Regions from separate parts of the Mus musculus genome. Here regions 1 and 2 are each linked to region 3. A link is a contact called in public Hi-C and promoter capture Hi-C data. All regions are on one chromosome and are shown on one strand. Each heading gives the region's core, a stretch centred on a gene start, on an enhancer-like site or on the middle of the called end of the contact. The rest is flanking DNA. Distances are from core to core; before and after follow the strand shown.

The links. Promoter capture Hi-C pulls out the DNA fragments that hold promoters and counts their contacts. A called contact is a pair of places that touch in the nucleus more often than the background predicts.
Region 1: a promoter capture Hi-C map of neural stem cells shows a contact between it and region 3. The contact joins the promoter of Cox16 here to the promoter of Map3k9 in region 3. A contact is called at or near these places in 11 of 39 promoter capture datasets (the 3T3-L1 cell line, cranial neural crest, embryonic stem cells and 7 more), 13 of 484 Hi-C or Micro-C datasets (CD4 T cells, CD8 T cells, the HL-1 cell line and 6 more) and 5 of 115 datasets of contacts at active chromatin or transcription factors (embryonic stem cells, epiblast stem cells and extraembryonic endoderm stem cells).
Region 2: a contact with region 3 is called in a Hi-C map of adipose-derived mesenchymal stem cells, with 5 times the contacts expected there. The contact joins the enhancer-like site here to the promoter of Map3k9 in region 3. A contact is called at or near these places in 1 of 15 datasets of contacts at CTCF or cohesin (embryonic stem cells), 4 of 484 Hi-C or Micro-C datasets (B cells, the N1E-115 cell line, adipose-derived mesenchymal stem cells and 1 more) and 1 of 115 datasets of contacts at active chromatin or transcription factors (astrocytes).

Annotation. Positions count from the first base shown.
Region 1 is chr12:81,483,753-81,486,769 of GRCm38.p6, reverse strand. It overlaps Cox16 (cytochrome c oxidase assembly protein 16), which reads left to right and starts at 1,633. Exons shown (of 4, transcript NM_001309809.2): 1 at 1,633-1,873. The coding sequence starts at 1,805. The region is part of intron 3 of Gm20498 (predicted gene 20498); the gene reads left to right.
Region 2 is chr12:81,407,939-81,411,015 of GRCm38.p6, reverse strand. All of the region lies in intron 5 of Gm20498 (predicted gene 20498), which reads left to right. All of the region lies in intron 3 of Cox16 (cytochrome c oxidase assembly protein 16), which reads left to right. Among named protein-coding and RNA genes, the nearest start is that of Adam4, 13 kb to the left of the region's middle. Within about 2 kb of position 1,790, at least 9 of the 459 cell types and tissues checked have an H3K27ac peak or open chromatin away from gene starts, as enhancers often do. A contact at or near this core is called in adipose-derived mesenchymal stem cells, where this site is marked.
Region 3 is chr12:81,779,830-81,783,258 of GRCm38.p6, reverse strand. Map3k9 (mitogen-activated protein kinase kinase kinase 9) reads left to right here and starts at 2,089. Exons shown (of 11, transcript NM_001174107.1): 1 at 2,089-2,769. The coding sequence starts at 2,385. Gm46366 (a long non-coding RNA gene) reads left to right here. Exons shown (of 3, transcript XR_001780649.2): 2 at 235-295; 3 at 710-1,239.

The DNA of each region.
Region 1 (3,017 bases), core at 384-2,883, 300 kb after region 3:
TCTCTGTCTCTTCCTGGAAAAGACAAGGCAGGTGTTTTGTTCATCCAAACTATCATACTTTCTAGTTTGTGTCCCTATTAGATGACCTGTTTCTTCTTTTTTGTTTCTGTGTTTCTTGACTCATCCAGAGGCACACAAACAATGAAAAACAAGTGTTCATTCATTAAGTATAGGACTTCATGAAATTCGCAGGCAAAAAAAAAAAAAAAAAAAAAAACCTAGACTATATCATCTTGAGTGAGGTAATCCAGTCACAAAAGAACACACATGGTATACACTCACTGATAAGTGGATATTAGGAAAAAAAGCTTGGAATATTCATGATACAACTTATACAGACCATATGAAGCTCAAGAAGAAGGAAGACCAAAGTGTGATGCTTCAGTCCTACTTAGAAGAGGGAACAAAATAATCATGGGAGATAGAGGGTGGGAAGGTTGGGAGGAATAAAGGAAGGGGAGAAGAAAAAAAGGGGGGGCAGGGTCAGGTGGGAAGAAACAGGGGAGATGTACAGAGCCAGGATCAGGGAACTGAACAGAAAGGTGTGTTGCAATGGGAGATGAACAGGAGGTAGCCAACAGAAGGTCCCAGACACCAGGAAAGCAAGAGGTTCCCAGGACCCAATGGGGATGACATTAGCTGAAATACCCAACAAAGGGGAGGGAGAACCTGTAGAGACCATATCCAGAGGTTAGACATGACCCCCAGTTGAGGGATGGGGCCACCCACTTTTCTCAAAAATTTTAATCCAAAATTGCTCTTGTCTAAAGAAAATATAGGGACAAAGAGTGGAGTAGAGACTGAAGGAAAGGCCATCAGAGACTGCCCTACCTGGGGATCCATCCCATATGCAGCTACCAAACCTATTGTTGATCAATACCCATACAGCCATCACTATTGCCGATGCCAAGAAGTGCTTGTTGCAAGGAGCTTGATATAGCTGTCTCCTGAGAGGCTGTCAGAGCCTTACCTATACAGATGTGGATGCTCACATCCAACCATCGGACTGAGAACAGGGACCCCAATAGAGGAGTTGGGGAAGGACTTGAAGGAACTGAAGGGATTTGCAACCCCATAGGTAGAACAACCAATCAGATTCCCCAGAGCTCCCAGGGACTAAACCACCAACCAAAGAGTATGCGTGGAGGGACCTATGGCTCCAGGTGCATTTGTAGCAGAGGATGGCTTTATCTGGTATCCATTGGAGGAGAGGCCCTTGGTCCTCTGAAGGCCTGATGCTCCAGTGTAGGAGAATGCTAGGGCAGTGAGGTGGGAGTCGGTGGGGGAGCACCCTCAAAGAAGCAGAGAGTAAGGAGTAGGATAGAGGGTTTGCGGAGCAGAAACCGGGACGGGGGATAGCATTTGAATTGTAAATAAATAAAATAATAAAAAATTTTAAAAAGTTCAGTTACAACTGATGAGCCACGACTTAAAATGTGTTCATTAACCTGGTGCTACTTGTGCATTAGCTTAAAAACCAACCCCGCCCTTTATCTGAGTTTCTTGAGTCGCAGAAGTCAAGATCCAGAATATGCGAATTACAGATTTTCCAAATCGAAAAACCCAATTGCACCCGGCGTATCCTGAGGTCACGGAACCAGAGCTCAGAAGCCTCGACTTCCGGGGGAGGGAGGAAGCAGAAGTGCGTTAAGGCCAATCGTTTCCGTTTGCCTCGGGGAGGCTTATCAGGCGTGGACCTGGCACCCAAAGCCTGCGCTGAGTCTACAACTTCGCCTGAGACGTGTTGCGGGCCGCGCTGGGCTCGCTCTGGAAGCGGCTGACTAAGCAGGCCGCACCTTCTGCCATGATTGCGCCCGCTGTGTTGCGAGCTCTGCGTAAGAACAAGACTCTACGCTATGGAGTTCCCATGTTGGTGAGCGGCTGTGACGGGAGCAGGGGCTGCGAGTCCGGAAGGGGCGGGCCCTCTTTGGCTGAGTGGCGTATTGGTGCTGTCTTTCGGATACTGCTGACTAGGGGGTCTGTGGGAGCCACCGGAGCTTTGAGGTTTTTGTTTTTGTTTTTAAGTTCACGCTCAAAAGTGTACCTCGGGTCCCGCCATCCCCCACCCCCCGTTTCCTTTCCCTTCGTGAACGCGCGTGTTACTATCCCCGTTTTACAGTACCTTTCCTGGGTTAAATGTTGAGATTTTGCAAGAAGACTAATCAAATGTCTTCTTTAATAATTACATTCATTTGTAGTAATTATGTTCATAATTTGTTGTTTGATCATTGTTAAGTTAATTTGCTTTAGCATATTACGATATAAAAGAAAATAAACAAAAACTTTTAAAAATACAAGACATTTTTCTTGGTGTGGTTCTTGGCACGTGTGAAGTGCCTTTTGTATTTAAGCACTGCTAAAAGAAAGGTTGATTTTAGAAACGTAATATGTTTTTTTAAGTCGTCTTTGATGTGTCTGGATCTTGTTTTGATAATTAGGGAACTCTGCAATCTGCTTTAAGAGTTTTGGGGTAAGCGTTCGTTTTTATAAAATGACAGCAATTTACAAGGCATATATAAATTTTTTTATTTCTGCAAGTTCCTCTGCCGTTCAAAATCACGGATGTTGCTACTGACTTACCATTTATCACTATGGGAGTCAATTTGATTTTCTTTCAAAATTATAAAAGTCAAGATGTTATGGAAAGAAAAAAAAAATCTCAGGGCTAGGCTTTCTATGTAGACTTAGCACCCTGCCCTATTTTCGGGGCTACCCAGCAGGAAAGAGGCTCCTTTACAAATGGAAATTCCTTTCTTGGTCAGTTTTTAAATGGTCCTATCAGTCTTATGAAGGCACACTCTGGAACTCTGTCTAGAAAAAACTCTTAAGCCTAATTTATTTTACAGATGCCCTTCCAGAAGTTAAGCAAAGAGCACTTTCTATGCCCAATTTGAGAAATCCTCCTCTGAGTTCTGGGTTTCTCCTCTTCTGTTTTATAACGCGCGCGCGCGCACACACACACACACACACGCGCGCGCGCGCGCGCGCGTGCACACACACACACAGCTAGCTAGTCG
Region 2 (3,077 bases), core at 541-3,040, 370 kb after region 3:
TGCTGAGCCATCTCTCCAGCCCCGGGAAATAGAATTTTTATTAGCAATTCTCTAGTTGTATTTGAAAGTCACTGAAAGTGTGACACTTAGCAGCTACTGTAGAACCATCTTTGAAAGTAATAGAAGTAAGTTCAGTGACTAAAAGCAGAAAAATGTCATAGGATTTTCCCATTGGGCACTTGGAGTGTCCTGCTCTTCCTAAGTAGGAAATGCTAAGTCCAGAGAAGAAGAGCTCATAGATTCGTTCCTGAACAAGTTGATTTATTTTTATCACCTTACAAACACAGAGATTCATTGAGGATGACTGAGTTTTGAATAGATGTTGTTCCATTATCAGTTCCTCCATAGAATCACCCTTCTCCAAACTTTATCACAACCTGCTTCTCTTCCTTGGTTTTCCTCTATTACCCGGCTTCCATCCCTTTCCCTAATACTTATTTTGAGTAACAGTTACCATTTGCCCAAGGACACTTGGGTGGTGGCATCTAACTTTGGTAACACTGGGGCTACATGCTGAAGAATTTCTGCTTACTATGGGCCATCTCTAGAAACTGGATTGCTCTCAGCCTCACAGTCACCATGGTTCAAGCCCTGTGAGCAACCTAATCCACCCAGGATCAGTTTGATACTTGAAAGCAAGAACTCGAATGGGTGTAAACATCTATACAACATTCACTGTACAATGAGATCCAAAGGTGCTAAATGTCCACAGTGCAGTTTGTCCTTCCCAGGTGGCGTTGAATTATTCTAGTACCTTGAGAGATGACTACAAGACTTCCATTATCAACAGGAATAGATGAGGTAATTTAAAGAAATCTCTGGAAAAAATAGAGAAGCCCATGCCAAGTTCATCTTAAAGACTTATATGGAGGCATGAAGCTGCAATGAGATAAAGGCATTATCTACTTGGGAACAGAGTAAAATCAGACATCAGGGGAGTTAAGTGCAGAATGTAGTGTACTTATCCCTGGAAGAGTTCCCAGCTTTGAGAGCTGTGTGTGAGTTGCTGAATATGGAGAAGCCATAAGAGCAATGTTATACATGAGTAGAAAAAGATTGAAAGCCCAGGCTATCAAAAGGATACCCTTAGCTTTTATTTGGTAGTCCAGAGACTAGCTCACTTATTCAAGTACACTCACATGCTTCATAATGACCTTTCGGCCAGAGGTATGCTACAGGTATGATTGCTGTGCTGTACACCTAAAAAATTCTTTGCACTTGATGAAATCATGGTTGCTGTAATATACCGTAATGCACAACTTATATGCTTGTGGTATGCTGGTATGAGAAAACCTGCTCTGCCAATCATATAAAAGTACAGCTATATAATTACACATTATTGTACATTGCTGTGACCTTCCTGGCTGGGGTCTGGAGCTCTGACTGGGTAGTAAGGTAATGGAGAAAAAGATAAGCTGGGTCAGGTGGTCTGTGCTATCCTGAGGCCACACATCCCACTGTGAACAACCTGGAATCTCAGCATGCATCAGTACCTTTTTATTATGTAGAGCATGGATTTGGGGTGGAGATGGGGGCAGAAGTTACTTGTCTTGGTAGGAGGTCTCTGTAGGCGAGCAGTCTCGGGCCTTAAATGTTCAGCAGAAAGAAGCTGCAGTTGCTAGTATTAGCACCAGTCTGATCAATTCTTTGTAAGCACTAGAACTTGGGTCAGTATAAACCAGGTTTGGGGGCATGCATTTGCTTCGGCACTGCATGGCTGAGGAGGTATGATAGTAAGAAGTTTGAGAGCAGCCTGGGCTATGTGATGAGTTTAGGCCTAGTCTGGGGTACATAGTCTAAGGTCCAAGCATCTGCTCTCCCGATGACTGCCACTCAGGGTTACTCATCTGTGAGTCATTTTGTACTGAAGCTGTTGAACGAGGTGAGTTTCTTAGGCTCTGGAGGAGCAGCACTGCAATACTTTCCAAATTATCTTCCCCTGGATGTGTGTACACTTAAGAGTGGTAGAGTTTACTGGCTACTGGCATGCTCAAGGGTGGATTCACATTGTTTGTGGCAAAGTTCTGTTGCTATTTAGGCATTCCTGTTAACCCCAAGAAGGTGCGTCTCGCTGCCTTATTTTTTTGTGGATCCAGATTTCTTGCTTTGTAGCTTGGCTACTCAAACCATTACTTGAGTCTGAATGTATTTTTTGTTGTTTTTTCTTTCCACTTCTTTTTTGTATTATTATTTTTATTATTATATTTAACACAATACATATTTTCTACCAGTCATAAAAATGATGGGCACGTTATTAAATGAACATAAAAAGATAAAGTTTTTTTGTTTCTTTGTTTGTTTTGTTTTTAGTAAACATTAAAATCTTGGCTTTTACTGTGGTACAACCCCAAAATAAGAACAAGTTTTAGACATTGGAGTTCATTGTAATAAGGCTGTACTTCAATGTACCTCACACCAACAAAGGATTTTACCTCCTTAGTAACTAAGATTTGACTGCTACTGCACCAAGGAATGAATTGTAGGCACAATTATTCGAATACAGATTTCCTGCTATGGTCAAAGCTATTTGACTTGAGTGATTGTCATCATTCTCAGCCCACAGGGAACAGGTTACATTCATATAAGAAATGGTGTGTGTATTAAGATGGTCTATCCATGAAGTCATTCATCAAGTGTTTCAATGAACAATGGTTCTGCTTGGAGGGAGGCACAGACATTAGGTGAGGGTAAGATTCTAGTTCATTGGCTGTGATGATTTTGAAAAGTAGTCATCTCTGGAAAAGAGTAACTTACAAGGTCATCTTCTTCAAAGTTGATAGAATAATTTAAATATCAAGCAAAACATTCTGTCTCACTCTGTTGTTCTCTTACAAACCACCTCCCTAACTAATTGTCTATGTTTCTTTTGGCTATATAGATACTTTTGAAATATGTAAGCTGTTCTGAAAACCATATTATAATGTAAAAGCATCAAATAAACAATCCCACTACTAGAGAGGGAGAGATAGGGGAAGCATGATTTCAAGACCATCATGTGATACACAGTAAGGTACTATCATGTACAAACAAGCAGAAAGTGTATATGGACTGTACAATATTGGACCTATTTCTCAAAT
Region 3 (3,429 bases), core at 840-3,339:
TCTCTGGGACCGGTTCTGTTTCTGCTTCTCTACCATGAAGCCCTGCTAGGCAACTGTGGTCTGAAGGATCTTCCCTAGTTTGAGTTCTTAGCACTTATCCATTCAACAAATATTTAGAGAGTGACTTTTTGGAATGTTTGGTGAGTGACTCTTCATGAGGCTCTAAGCACTTGCTGGAGCATTAAATATTTAAATTGAGCAGGGCATTCTTTTTTTTTTTTCTTTTACTCTTAGGGAGCCAGGACTATTCTCATCTGCTCCTCCAGGGAGAAGAGGTGTGTGGAAATGGCCACGCGTGAGTAGGGGAGAAAAATGACAATTCAAAAAGCTGCAATCCATCAATAATTGTACGACTTGAAGACCCAGTTAACATCCTCCTTTCCAGTTTTCATCTTTGTAAAACCATTCTCTGTGCTTGAGTGCTTTGCCTGTGTGCGCGCCATGTGCATTCCTAGTGCCCATAGAGACCAGTCAAGTATGTCATTTCCCCTGAAGTTACAGGAGGTGCCATAGTGGGGGATGGGAACGGAATCTGGGTCCTCTGGAGAAGTCAATGCTCTCAACCACCAAGCCATCTATCTCTACAGCCCCTCCAGGGTGTGTGTGTGTGTGTTATCTACTTTGTAAGACTCCTTTCTCACACACATGAAAATTTTATTAAATAAAATATTTGTTTAAACACTATTTTCCCTTTCCCATCCTCTTGTAGGCAGAGTGGCTTCTATCAAGAGAATCTATCCAGACTCACGCATGTATTTCCCAGTTTACTGACCCTCCCAGGAATTGAACATGTTAGACCCTCCTATAAACTTGACTGCGTTAGGGGATTTACTTCCGGATCTCCGTCCCCAGGACTGTCTGGATGCTCCTTGAACAGTACCATCTCATCCCTTTCCCAAGACCTTAAATGTGCACAGTGTCTCCCTTTACAATGTAGTCACAGCCCCTTGCAAATCACTGGATGTCCAAAACTAAAACACAGGAGGCTTTTCCCTCCACGGTCTTCACTTCAAGGATAAACAGATGGCACCTGCCCAAGGTCATGTAGCTGCCTCGCTATTTTTTCAAATTGCTCCAGTTTGCCTAATATTAAACTTCAAATTAAAATGAAACAAAAATGGTCTGGTGGGGCACATTGGCACACGCCTGTAATCCCAAGACTTGGGCAGTTGAGGCAGCGAGATAATGAGAGGCCAGTATGGCCTACCCAGTAAGATCTTGCTTCAAAACCACAAATGAGCAAATAAACAATGAAGTACTGACTCTTGTTACACAAATCACATCAATGCCTGTCTTGGAAATACAGTTTGGTAGTTACCATGGCTGAAATATGGAAGCCATTGCTATGACAGGCTTAAAAACATGTAAAAGAGGTTAAGGTCCTTGGGGGTGGTGGCGGCAGGTAACAAAAAGACATAGCATAGGTCAGCCCTTGCCCAAGAATGGCAGGCAGCACCCGCCTTTACTCCTTTAGTCTTTGGAAACTGGGTATCCAGTCACCAGGGTCCTAGATATAGCCAGTTTCACAAGGCAAGCGCAAACTAGCTGGTTCCGCATGACTTCCCGAGCCTGCGGAAGCCCCACTAGGAGACCTCCCCTTTCGGAATTCTAATAACAATGGCCAGGAACTTCTTCTTACAAAGATGAACACAGTCTTCATTAAGGCCAGCAGAGCAATCGAAAGAGTTCTTCCATCGCTAGCCATAAGGTTCCGGGGTGTGAGTGTGTGCGTAGCGGCGACAGTGGACGTAAGCTGGTCCCCGTGGCCAAATAGGGGAACAGCAGATCCATCTGAACCGGGAATTGGCGCAGCCCGTAGGACCAAACGGCGCGGACAAAAGACAGAGGGCTCCGCAGCCCGCTCGGACTGTCCGAACGCACGCTGGGTCTCACCTTCGGGAGCCACCCAATGAGGTCTCAGCCACCCTCAGGAGACGGACAGCCGCGGCGGGCCAATGGGAGGATGGGTTGGCTGTGGAGGCGGGCCCATCCTGGAGGCCCCGCCCCCGGGTCCGCAGGGCTGGGGCGGAGCCAGGCTCGCGTCAGGTGGTCCCGGGCGTGCGGGAGGCGGGGCGCACGGGGCGGGGAGGGGAGGGAGCGGCCAGCGGGCGGCGGGCACGGGCGGCACGAGCAGGTGGGAGCCGCCGAGGGGCGAGGCCGCCCGCGGGGGCGCCAGGCGGCCGGGACTGCGCCGCGCCCCTGTCCGCGGTGCGCGCTCGCGGTGCGCACCGGGCGTCCTCGACTCTCGCGCGCCCAGCCTGCTCGGGCCCTACCTGCGGCGGCCGTCGGGGGCGCGGAGCCCCCAGCGCTGCCGAGCCGCATGAACAATAGGCGGCGGCGGCTCCCGCGGGCGGCCGCCCCGCACCCTATGGACCAGCCGCTCCATGGAGTCCTCCAGATCGCTTCTCGGCTGCCTGGCGAGTGCCACTGCCGCCCCGCCGGGGGACGATGCCACGGGCGCTGGGGCCGAAGAGGAGGAGGACGAGGAGGAGGCGGCGGCCGAGCTGGGATCTCACGCCGCGCTGCCCTACTGGACGGCTGTGTTCGAGTACGAGGCGGCGGGCGAGGACGAGCTGACCCTGCGGCTGGGCGATGTGGTAGAGGTGCTGTCCAAGGACTCGCAGGTGTCCGGCGATGAGGGCTGGTGGACCGGACAGCTGAACCAGCGGGTGGGCATCTTCCCCAGCAACTACGTGACCCCGCGTAGCGCCTTCTCCAGCCGCTGCCAGCCGGGCGCCGAGGACCCCAGCTGCTACCCGCCCATTCAGCGTAAGAAGGCGGGCACCGGTGCCCGGTGGGGACGGGGGGCTGAGGCCTAAGGATGGGCGAAGAGCAGTCCCGAGTGGGGAGCGACTGGCCCGGGCATGGGTGGGCACTTTGGCTGCAGGGGCTTTAGCTGGTGCTACCCAGAAGCTCCAGAGTCGCAGGCCCTGCCTGGAACACCGGGCTTCTTCACCGTCATCTGACTCGCTCAAGTAGCAACTCTTGAAACCCTAGCAGGAGTCTCCTTACGTCCCAACCCCTTACCCCCCCCCGCCCCCCCCGCCCCTTGTGCCCCTCCAGATCTGGAAGGGTTTTGGAGAGCAGGTGGTTACTGTCACCAGTAACCTTAGTTCCCTAATCAAGGACCCGGCGGACCTTTTCTGTTTCTTGTCTCCGCCTCTTAAAGGTATTTGTCTAGAGAGGAGTGGAGGTGCCTCCCGCCTGCCTGGGCAGGTTCACAAGTCCCGGAAGCGTGTGTGAACTCAGGAGTCAGGTGCCTTTGAAATCTCGTGTTGGTTTCTTGGGTTCTCGTACTGTATTTCAAAGTTGTACCCTGAGGAATCTTGCCGAATATTATGTTAGGAAAGGTGTGTACAAGGGGAGGGGGCAAAGTTATGAGTGGAGAAATAATTAGAGGGAGAAAGTATGTCTGTCCCTCGTGGGAGT